3 separate regions of the Mus musculus genome follow, and regions 2 and 3 are each linked to region 1. A link is a contact called in public Hi-C and HiChIP or PLAC-seq data. All regions are on one chromosome and are shown on one strand. The core of a region is the stretch at or near the end of the contact, and the rest is flanking DNA. Distances in the headings are between cores, read along the strand shown. Region 1 has its middle 54 kb from the start of Gm17619. Region 2 has its middle 16 kb from the start of Zfp217. Region 3 holds the start of Zfp217 (zinc finger protein 217).

The links. A called contact is a pair of places that touch in the nucleus more often than the background predicts. HiChIP or PLAC-seq counts read pairs in DNA pulled down with a chosen protein or histone mark.
Region 2: a Hi-C map of muscle stem cells shows a contact between it and region 1, with 1.9 times the contacts expected there. The contact joins two enhancer-like sites. A contact is called at or near these places in 12 of 39 promoter capture datasets (the 3T3-L1 cell line, the C10 cell line, the HPC-7 cell line and 6 more), 1 of 15 datasets of contacts at CTCF or cohesin (CD8 T cells), 14 of 484 Hi-C or Micro-C datasets (B cells, the C2C12 cell line, LSK cells and 8 more), 31 of 115 datasets of contacts at active chromatin or transcription factors (the 230-238 cell line, CD8 T cells, DN3 thymocytes and 20 more) and 5 of 9 other capture datasets (adipose tissue, embryonic stem cells, liver and 2 more).
Region 3: a BATF HiChIP or PLAC-seq map of CD8 T cells shows a contact between it and region 1, with 13 read pairs. The contact joins the promoter of Zfp217 here to the enhancer-like site in region 1. A contact is called at or near these places in 2 of 39 promoter capture datasets (embryonic stem cells and macrophages), 4 of 15 datasets of contacts at CTCF or cohesin (CD8 T cells, the NIH/3T3 cell line, large pre-B cells and 1 more), 62 of 484 Hi-C or Micro-C datasets (the 63-12 cell line, the AML12 cell line, B cells and 39 more), 45 of 115 datasets of contacts at active chromatin or transcription factors (the 230-238 cell line, CD8 T cells, DN3 thymocytes and 31 more) and 5 of 9 other capture datasets (adipose tissue, embryonic stem cells, liver and 2 more).

Annotation. Positions count from the first base shown.
Region 1 is chr2:170,246,266-170,249,169 of GRCm38.p6, reverse strand. No RefSeq gene overlaps it. Among named protein-coding and RNA genes, the nearest start is that of Gm17619, 54 kb to the right of the region's middle. Within about 2 kb of position 1,324, at least 106 of the 459 cell types and tissues checked have an H3K27ac peak or open chromatin away from gene starts, as enhancers often do. A contact at or near this core is called in the 63-12 cell line, the C2C12 cell line, CD8 T cells and 16 more, where this site is marked.
Region 2 is chr2:170,146,132-170,149,172 of GRCm38.p6, reverse strand. It overlaps a transcript of Zfp217 not described here. Among named protein-coding and RNA genes, the nearest start is that of Zfp217, 16 kb to the right of the region's middle. Within about 2 kb of position 1,267, at least 155 of the 459 cell types and tissues checked have an H3K27ac peak or open chromatin away from gene starts, as enhancers often do. A contact at or near this core is called in the C2C12 cell line, CD8 T cells, the N1E-115 cell line and 3 more, where this site is marked.
Region 3 is chr2:170,129,815-170,133,015 of GRCm38.p6, reverse strand. It overlaps Zfp217 (zinc finger protein 217), which reads left to right and starts at 1,796. Exons shown (of 6, transcript NM_001033299.3): 1 at 1,796-1,968.

The DNA of each region.
Region 1 (2,904 bases), core at 75-2,574:
CACAGCATTGTCTTGGTGACAAACATCTGCCCCTCTGCCCCAGACTTACATACTACAGCCTTGGTCATACAAAGACAGAGAGACTGGCAATCCTTTAGGCAGATTCCATTCTCCCGAAAAAGGAGAATCCAGTGCACTAGCTCCCAGCATCCGTCAGCCATCGACAGCAAGGCAGAGCCATGGAGAACAAACACAGAATCTAAGAATGACTTCTTTTGAGACCGTAGACCTGGGCCAAGCAGGGGAGGGTGGAAGAAACTCATGAGTAGGGCTGATCATCTGATGGTGAATCTCTTAAGTGTATTTCCCTCCTTGTAAGAGGGGCAGTGAGATTGGGACTGGAGACGTAAGTCGGGAGCTTGCCAAATATTCATGAGGTCCCAGATCCTAACCCAGCACCATAAATAATAATCATAATCAGCATCATGACAATAATAAAACATCAAGTTCCTTCCATGGAGAAGGCTTGTCAGCAAGCTTGCTTCCCTGTGGTCATCCCTTTTCCTGGGAAACATTCCTGGATCCCCCAGGATCCCTCAAGATGACAAGGTTCCCAAGGGATTCAGCAACCCGACCTTCCCTGCACTTCTTCCTTGGCCCCTGAAATGCTGGCAATATCCCCACTAAAAATCATCTCTACAACAGACGTCCATTTTCAAATTGTGGGCTGCCTACTTCATTTAAATTGCTTTCTGTTCTACCTTCCTCGGAGCCCACAGGCATCTCTTGCAGACCAGGATCTTGTGCTCCTTGCCAGCCCTGTATGTCTGGCTCGAATTAAACTTGTGACCACCTAGTGGCCTCACAGAACTTCCCAGGAACTGCCGTCTGTCCATCACCCACTGCAGGCAGCAATAACGGATGTCGGAGTCCACACCAGTTCCTGGTAAATTTTCTTATTCCTTCCAGCCCTTCCCATGAGGCTTCAGGGACCGCTGGGAATCCTGAGTCTCTCATACAAATATTTGATCTCCCAGACATTTCACCAGTGGGTCTTCCGTCGTCAGCACTGAGTCAGCAGAGTGTCCAGAATAGATCAAAGACAGCCCCACAGTCTGTCATCGAAGACCTCCTGAGTTGCTCTGACTCAACCGGGATGCTATGAATTTTGTCCCTAAGACAGGAAAGGTGGTTGCCCAGATTGTTCTGTGTTTCATTTTTTTTAAAAAATAAGAACAGAAAAGATCTGCTAGGATCATAATCTAAGACATCAAGCATAGGGGAGCCCTCAGGAGCACTTCAAAGCAGTTAGCGAGGTGTGGTCATGTTTTTCTGCACCAGCTGGGAGGGATTCTGAGTCAGAGCTCCTGGATGTGTAACCAGGGTGGCAGAGCAATAAGAGTTACAGCTGGGATTCGAATGTAGGCTGGTGACTCATAGCCTAGAGGGTTCATCTCTATACTGAACCAGGAAGCTGCTTTCTTCTTCTTCTTCTTCTTCTTCTTCTTCTTCTTCTTCTTCTTCTTCTTCTTCTTCTTCTTCTTCTTCTTCTTCTTCTTCTTCTTCTTCTTCTTCTCCTTCTCCTTCTCCTTCTCCTTCTCCTTCTCCTTCTCCTTCTCCTTCTCCTTCTCCTTCTCCTTCTCCTTCTCCTTTTTCTTCTTCATCTTCTTCTTCTTCCTCCTCCTCCTCTTCCTCCTCCTCCTCCTCCTTCTTCTTCCTCTTCCTCCTCCTCCTCCTCCTTCTTCTTCCTCTTCCTCCTCCTCCTCTTCCTCCTTCTCCCTCTCCCTCTTCCTCTTCTTCCTCCTCTTGCTCCTCCTCTTCTTCCTCCTCCTCCACTTCTTCTTCCCCCTTTTGTTCCTCCTCTTCTTGCTCCTCCTTCTCTTGCTCCTCCTCCTCCTCCTTTTTCTCCTCCTCCTCCACCACTGCCACCACCATCATCATTCAAAAGGCCAGGAAGTGAATATCTCAGTTAGAGGGACCACACAGCCACACAGTGTGGGCCATGTAAACACTATATATCAATGGGTGAGGCCCTCTTCAAATACAATTTTGATAACAAAACAGGCAATAGAAATATCTAGTCCTAATCCCAGCATTTAGGAGACAGAGGCAGGAGGATCTCTATGAGTTCCAGGGCAGCATAGTATATATAGTAAGTTCCAGACCAGCCAGGGCTATACAGTGAAACACTGGAAGGAGTTGGAGGGTGGGGAGATAGAGGACAGACAGATGGACAGACAGGCAGAAAAAATTGGAGAAGGGAAGACAGACAGACACAGATCCTGTTCATTACCACAAAGCTATAAAAACAGGGAAAGGGGCTGCACAAACAGGGGAAGCAGGCACTGGGGCTGGGACTGTGTGTCAGGTTCTCAGAGGAATGACAGCTTGCTGAATGCTGCTGTTAGGGAGCTGGGGAAAGAGCATCCATGAGAAGAACAGGGAGATGCCAGGAAGGCTCAAAGAGGAGAGAACAGGGCTGCGGATGGAGAGTCATTGGTGCAGTTGGTAATTTCCAGGAGAGCCAGAGAGTGCTAACAGGGGCTTCATCTGCACAGCCAGCCTGCTTAGCCAACAAGCTATGAAGATGTAAATGAAAGCAGGGTCCTCGCCTCCCCAAGTTACTTCCTCTGGTTAAGGTGTCTATCACAGCACCAGGAAGGCAAACCAGGGCGCCCTCCTATGTCTTCTTGTCCCCTGAAAGGAAAAAGGAGTTTGTAACCAAAACAAAAAGCACAGAACTGCTCCTGAACCGTGCCATAGTTCAGTTTAAGTCACTGTCTTGACTCTGGGTGATACTGGGGTGACAGATAACGGTGCATCATTTGTCAATGCCTAAAGCTAAGAGGACGGAAAAGAAATCCTACAGGCATCCCCAACTTCCGAGTTCTCCGGCTTCCATGTTTCACGATGCCACTCTCACCCGCCAAATGATCGGGTATCCGGAGATGTGTCTCCTGACAT
Region 2 (3,041 bases), core at 18-2,517, 100 kb after region 1:
CTCTGTCTTTTAAGAGTGGAGACTACAGGCACGAGTCATTCTGTCTTATTTACAGTTAAAACAAATAGAAACCTACCAGAAGGACTGCAGACAGTTTGAGGAAGCACACACCTGTGAGGCAGGGATCACGAGATTCAGATCAGCCGGAGAGAAACCCTGTCTTTAAATAAAGAGGCAAACGAACATGATGTCCTGTCCATTTGTCATGTAACATGAATCATGGCACGCGGCATGTTGAGGAGCAGATTCGGGCTTCCCCAATGTATAAAATGATACTTTTCAAAAGAGCTTGCTTATAAAACCAATTGTTGAATCAGCTGACTGTCTCCTTAGGGTTATTCTCTATTAAAACCCTCTGACCAGGAGTGGTGCTCTTTCTGTGTAATACTAGCACTTCCGAGGTTGAATGTGATTCTCTTAGGCGACAGAAACAGGAGAATTGCCATGAGTCTTACCAGGCTACACGGTGAGACCCTGTTTTTTGTTTGTTTGTTTACAAACAAAACCAACAAAAGACGAACCACAACAATAACAAAGCTCTCTGAACTTATCAAATCCAGTATCTACAAGGAAAAAAAAATGTTCTCTAAGAATTTGACATTTCCCTTAAGCTGCGATAGCTTTGCCACCTACTCTTCAAACTTGATCAATTATGCCACTTTGGATGGCTATGTAATCGAGCTTGGAAATCTCCCTCAAAGCTTTGTCTTTGGAGGACAGACCATAAACAGTTCCAGTAAATGGCACTAAAAAGGCAAGAGCTGGCCACCGAGCTTGGAATCATTTGCCTGCGAGGAGCTGAGAAAGCTGTTTTTTTTTTGTTGTTTTTTTGTTTTTTTTTAACATTATTATTATTTTTGACAGAGTCTCACTATGTAGCTAGCACTGGCTGGCCTGGGACTCACTATACAGACTAGACTGGCCTAATATTCACAGAAATCCCTCTGCCTCTGGAGGGTTGGGATTAAAGGCATGCCCTGCCAAGACAGCTATATTTTTAAATTTAGTGTTTATCTATTCCTTACTGTGATCTCCAGATACATAGCGTATGTCTGAAGTCTCAAAGCTCATTCGACATCTTTGTCTGGTAAACATTAAGACAAGAGGATATGTGTAACCGAATAGAGGAGAACACGTTAAATTAAGCGGCACCGTCTACATTCCAGGCTTTCCCACCACCATCCTGTTCGTGGACTTGGGTGTTGTGCACAGTGTGTCGGGAGAAATGGGAACTGCAGTGCCGGAAGTGGAGCTCTTCTGATACTGCTAATTAAGGAATGTGGAACCCTTCCTTTCTGAGTCAGCACCGAGGTATGTAGAACTCTGCCCTGCTCTCTGCTTACTGCATGGAAGTTTAGAAATAAAACCAGAGTGTCTTGTCATTTAGCATTTAAGAAGCAGGAAGGAGGTGCTGTGTGTGTGTGTGTGTGTGTGTGTGTGTGTGTGTGTGTGTGTGTGTGTGTATGCGCGCGCACGCTTTCTTAGATGTTTCTTGATCTTTGAAAGCCTTTATGGCAGCTGGTCCTTTTATCATCTGGCCATATTTACAACATAGGTTCTAATGACACAGTGCTGTCCCAAAAGAACATTGCATGCACCGGTACCAAGCATGGCTTTTTCAGCTGCTAAAGTTTCATAGCAAGAGAAACATCTTATTAGGTTGTTAGATCCTAGTTTTAAGTTTCTTTTTTGTCAAAGACATCTTTGATTTCAAAGGTTTTTACCGGCAGGTTTATGGAAAATAGAGAAAAACAGGAAGTGGAGAAAAGGTCATTCGTATCCCATTATTGAAAAAAAAAATGACTATTCAGAACTAGCCTGAACAAATTTGAAGTGCATGTAAATAGAATAGCAAAAAATAGCAAACTGATTCTCCTGTAACCCAGGACCCAGTTCTATAATTTCAACGTGTTAACCACAACTGTTTCAATTCAATTCTCCCGTCATCTGGTAAAGTATTATAAATTCTAATTTATCATGTCAGTTTTCTATAGGTTTCTGCATACATCTCTAAACACCATATAGCTTCACATGAATTAGTAACGAACGATGTACATTTTACAGATACTTTGTTGGTCTATTTAATTCATACTAAAACTTTCCATGATTAGAAAATCCCTTCAGTTCTTTTTTGTTTATTTATATGTGTATATGCACACACCACAGAACACATACAAAGTTGATCAAAGAACAACTTTTGGGAGTGAGTTTTTTTTTAACCTTTTTAAGTCCTGGGAATTGAACACAGGTCATCTAGCCTGGAACCCAATGTCTTTACCAGCTGAGTTGTCTCCCTGGCCTGATTTAAATTGTTTGTTTGTGTTTTTTTGGGGGGGTTGTTTGTTGTTTTGTTTTGTTGAGACAGGGTTTCCCTGCCTGCCCTATAACTAGCTTTGTAGTTCAGGCTGGCCTGGAGCTCACAGAGATCCATCTGCCTCTGCTGGGATTAAAGGAAGTCTGCCACCGCTGCCTAGTGGTTTAAATTCTTGTTTGTTTTTGTTTTCTCTTTGAGATAGTCTTGTTAGGAAGCCTAGGCTGGTCCTCTTGTCTCAGTTTCCCAATGGCTGATTTCAGACTTGGATCATCTCCATTTAAATATTTGCATGTGTACAGACACACACACAAACAAACACTTTTTCTTCTTTCTTCCTTTCTTTCTTTCTTTCTTTCTTTCTTCCTTTCTTTCTTCCTTTCTTTCTTCCTTTCTTCCTTCCTTTCTTTCTTTCTTTCTTTCTTTCTTTCTTTCTTTCTTTCTTTCTTTCTCTCTTTCTTTCTAAAAAAAATCTGTAGGACTGGAGAGATGGCTCAGTGGTTAAGAGCCCTGGTTGCTCTTACAAAGGACTAGGGTTCAATTCCCAGAACACACATGGTAGTTCACAACTCTTTGTAATTCCAGCTCTAGGGGATCTGTTATCCTCATACAGATATTTGTGGAGGCAGAACATCAGAGCACATTAAAAAAAGAAAAAAGAAACTATATAATTTTGTTTTAAGACTCAGATTGCCTCTGCCTCCCAAGCACTGGGATTAAAAGCAAGCAC
Region 3 (3,201 bases), core at 547-3,046, 120 kb after region 1:
TGTTTGTCAAAATATTTGATTGTTTCCCTGTTGCTGCTGAGACGTTTGGACTTTCCTTTCTGTCCCATCTCCACACTAGGGTTTTTAACTATCAGCTATTGTGTTTACAGTATTCAAGGCTTCAGAGTGCAAAGGTTATCCATTAACATGGGGACTGAAGCTCAACCTCTATCCACTTTACTTGGTCATAGTTTTCTTTGTTTTATAGCAAAGCTCCCCTCCCTCGTTTTTTTTTTTTTTTTTTAATTTGGGGGGGTCAAAGTTAAATGAAGTCTTCTGCTTATGAATGCTTGCTGAGCTGTTGCGTTTTGATCGTGAATATTTATAAGGCTTTAACCTTATAAATATTATAGTTTATGATATTTATAGGGTAAATATAATACTTTAGAGAAAGATATTAATCTGTGGTGAGAAAAGGAACCCTAGTACTAAAAATGATCAATATCTTCTGGGCTTGGATGAGAATCAGGGCTGGCTTAAGGATCTACTTCCAGCGATGCTAATTAATTGTGAGTAAGTAATTGATTCACTTCCTTTGAAAAAAAAGACTAACGAGACCATATGTGGGTTGGTAGTTCTATGTAAAATGACAGCAAAAACATTCTACAAGGCAGGTTCTTGCCCCTTGCTAAGCTGTCTTCTTGAATTCTTCTTCCTATTTATTAAGGACTGCGTTGCTTACCAGTTCCGGTCGGTTCTTTTTTGTCCCGTTCCCCCCCAACCCCCACGCTTCTTTTTGATTTAGGAAATGGGTATGTATGCTTTTCTTGATGTTTTCCCACTTTTTGATACACCGAGGGCCAGCTTGAAAAAGAAACAAACAAGTTGACTGTTCGGTGTTAAGCAATAAATCTATTTTACATTTGAGTTCATTTGCATTTTGGAGCAGAAAAATTATTGGATGTGATTGTGGCCGCCATAGTTCCTCCCTGGGGCTTGCTTAAAACGGGACATCAGTCCCAGGCCTTTGGAGTCAAACCTTTTCCTGTCTTATCTTCTTTCATCTTTAATACGAGTCAGGAACAAAACAGAAGGGAAACGCTTTAAGTGAGATGGGCATAAAGAAGTGTGTGGTTTTTGTTTTTGAGCACACTTTTAAGCCTAGTTTCACTCAAATGAATTTCTCTGCAAACTAAGATTTATTAGGTACCAAGTCCAAATTCAGATATGAAACTATAATAGAAACACAAGCCCAGGGTGTTAAGGAAGAAATAAAAAGGCTTTTTGAAGATAACAATTTAAGAGAAAATTTATTCTTTTTAGGTCTCGGACCTTCCTCACATTGACTCTCTGAAAGTGTTAACCTTCACAACACCTCAGAACACCGCTATCCTGTGAGCTCCCGAAGCCAGTGGCAAGGTTGGTTTATTTTTAAATTTTTATTATTATTATTGTTGTTGTTCGTGATTCTGGGCGACCGGGGAGTTGGGCAACCGGCCCCTCCCCTCCTCTTCCCTCCCCTCCCGGGGCGCACCTTGCAAGGGAGGGGGAGGCGGCGAGGGAGGACTGGCTGTGCGCCTGCGTGCTGCGTTTGCAGCCCCCCCCTCCATCCCCAGAATACCTGTCACTGGAACCGCCCGGGCGCGAGCGCGCCACGTTAGGCCGGATGGCGGGACACGGCGCGGGGCGCGCGTGCGCGGGAGCCCACGGGGTGGGAGTGGGGTGCGCGCGCCGCTCCGCGGGGCTCGCGCCTCGGGGGGTCCGAGGGGGGCGTGGCCCGCAGCGGTGGGCGGGTCGGGGACGCGCTTGCGCACACGCGCGGTCACAGAGGGGGCGTGGCCGGGGGCGGGGCGTCAGGCGGCGCGGCCGGGGGGGAGGGCGCAACAGCTGCTGCGAGCACTTTCTGCCCCAACAGTCCCCCCGCCGGACGCCGGCCGCCCGCCCGCCCGCGCAGGGACCCCGCGCCTGCACTGTCCCCGCGCGGACGAGTAGGGGGCGCCCGCGCCGCTCCCTCGCCCCGCGCCGGAGGTGAGCCCGGCCCCCCGGAGCCTCTGTGGGGGTGGGGGTCCCGGCGCCCGCGGCCGTGGGAGGCGGGCATGGCGCGGCCCCGTCCCGGTCCCCGCGCCGTCGGGGCTAGCGGCAGACGCACAAAGGCCGCGCCGCCTCTGCCGCTCCTTCAGCCCCGCGGCTGGGCGGTGCAGCCGGACGGCCGCAGGTAAAGGGGCGCCGGGGCCGCGTCCCCACGGCTGCGGCCGCGCGTGGGGCTGGGAGGGACGGCCGAGACAATGGCCTGCCCGGCGCGGCGTGGCCGTCGGGGGTCCGGGCCCCTGCGGGAGCTGCGTCCTGCCAACCAAGGAAGGTGTTCGGTTTCACTCCCAAACTTAGAACGTCCCGCAAACTCCCGTGGGAAGTTCGTGCGGGTTGGCGGGAGGCGGCACCGCACATCCGAGGGCGCCGCCCCGTGCGCCTCAGTTTAGCCTCAACGCGAGCGGGCGCGCAGTGAAGGGCGCCCCCGCCTCAGACCCTCGGCGCACGGGAAGCGCATTCTTGGGCGGGGAGGGTGGGGGTGGGGACAGCGGGCGGGGATTTTTCCCGAAAGGTTTGCTTCCTGAAGTGAGCCGAAGTCCCGGGGGCCCACTTCTGGGACCCCCAGTGGGGGCCGGTCCGCACTCACACAGTAGTAGAAACTTTTAAACTTTTTATTGTTTGGGTCGGGGGCTCGGGGTGGTCGTTCCCAACCTTAAGGGCTGTGTCCTGTGAGCCTTAGTTTCTTTCTCTGAGAAACAGGCATTCCTGAGCATGCGTTGATTAAGGGGCACCAGCTTGGGGTCCAGGGCTGTAGGGCACCATGTGTACCCCAGGATCCCGTGGCCAGTTTCCTGGTTTGGGATGGGTTGGAGCCATTAAGTTGTATGTTTTAAGAGGCCTAGGTCTGATTTAGTTCAGGTTGATTCAATTATGTCTTCATCCCTTTTGAGGTGGTTGAATAACTTGACATGAGATTAAGGCCAACAAAAGAGGAGGCAGGGTAGCCACAGCTGCTGGCCATGCCTGGCAACTAGGTAGGGGCCTCAGGGGGCCTTTCACCTCTCTTTGTAAGAGAAAAACGTCCACAGCCTTCTTGACTACTTTTCCCAGAGTAAATCGACCACCTTGGTACCAAATTGGATATCAGATGTTAAGTTTTTGTTTCGAGAAGGATTAGTAACAGGTCTAGTTTCAAAAAAAAAATTTTTTTTTTTTTTTTGTAGTGACAAGTGC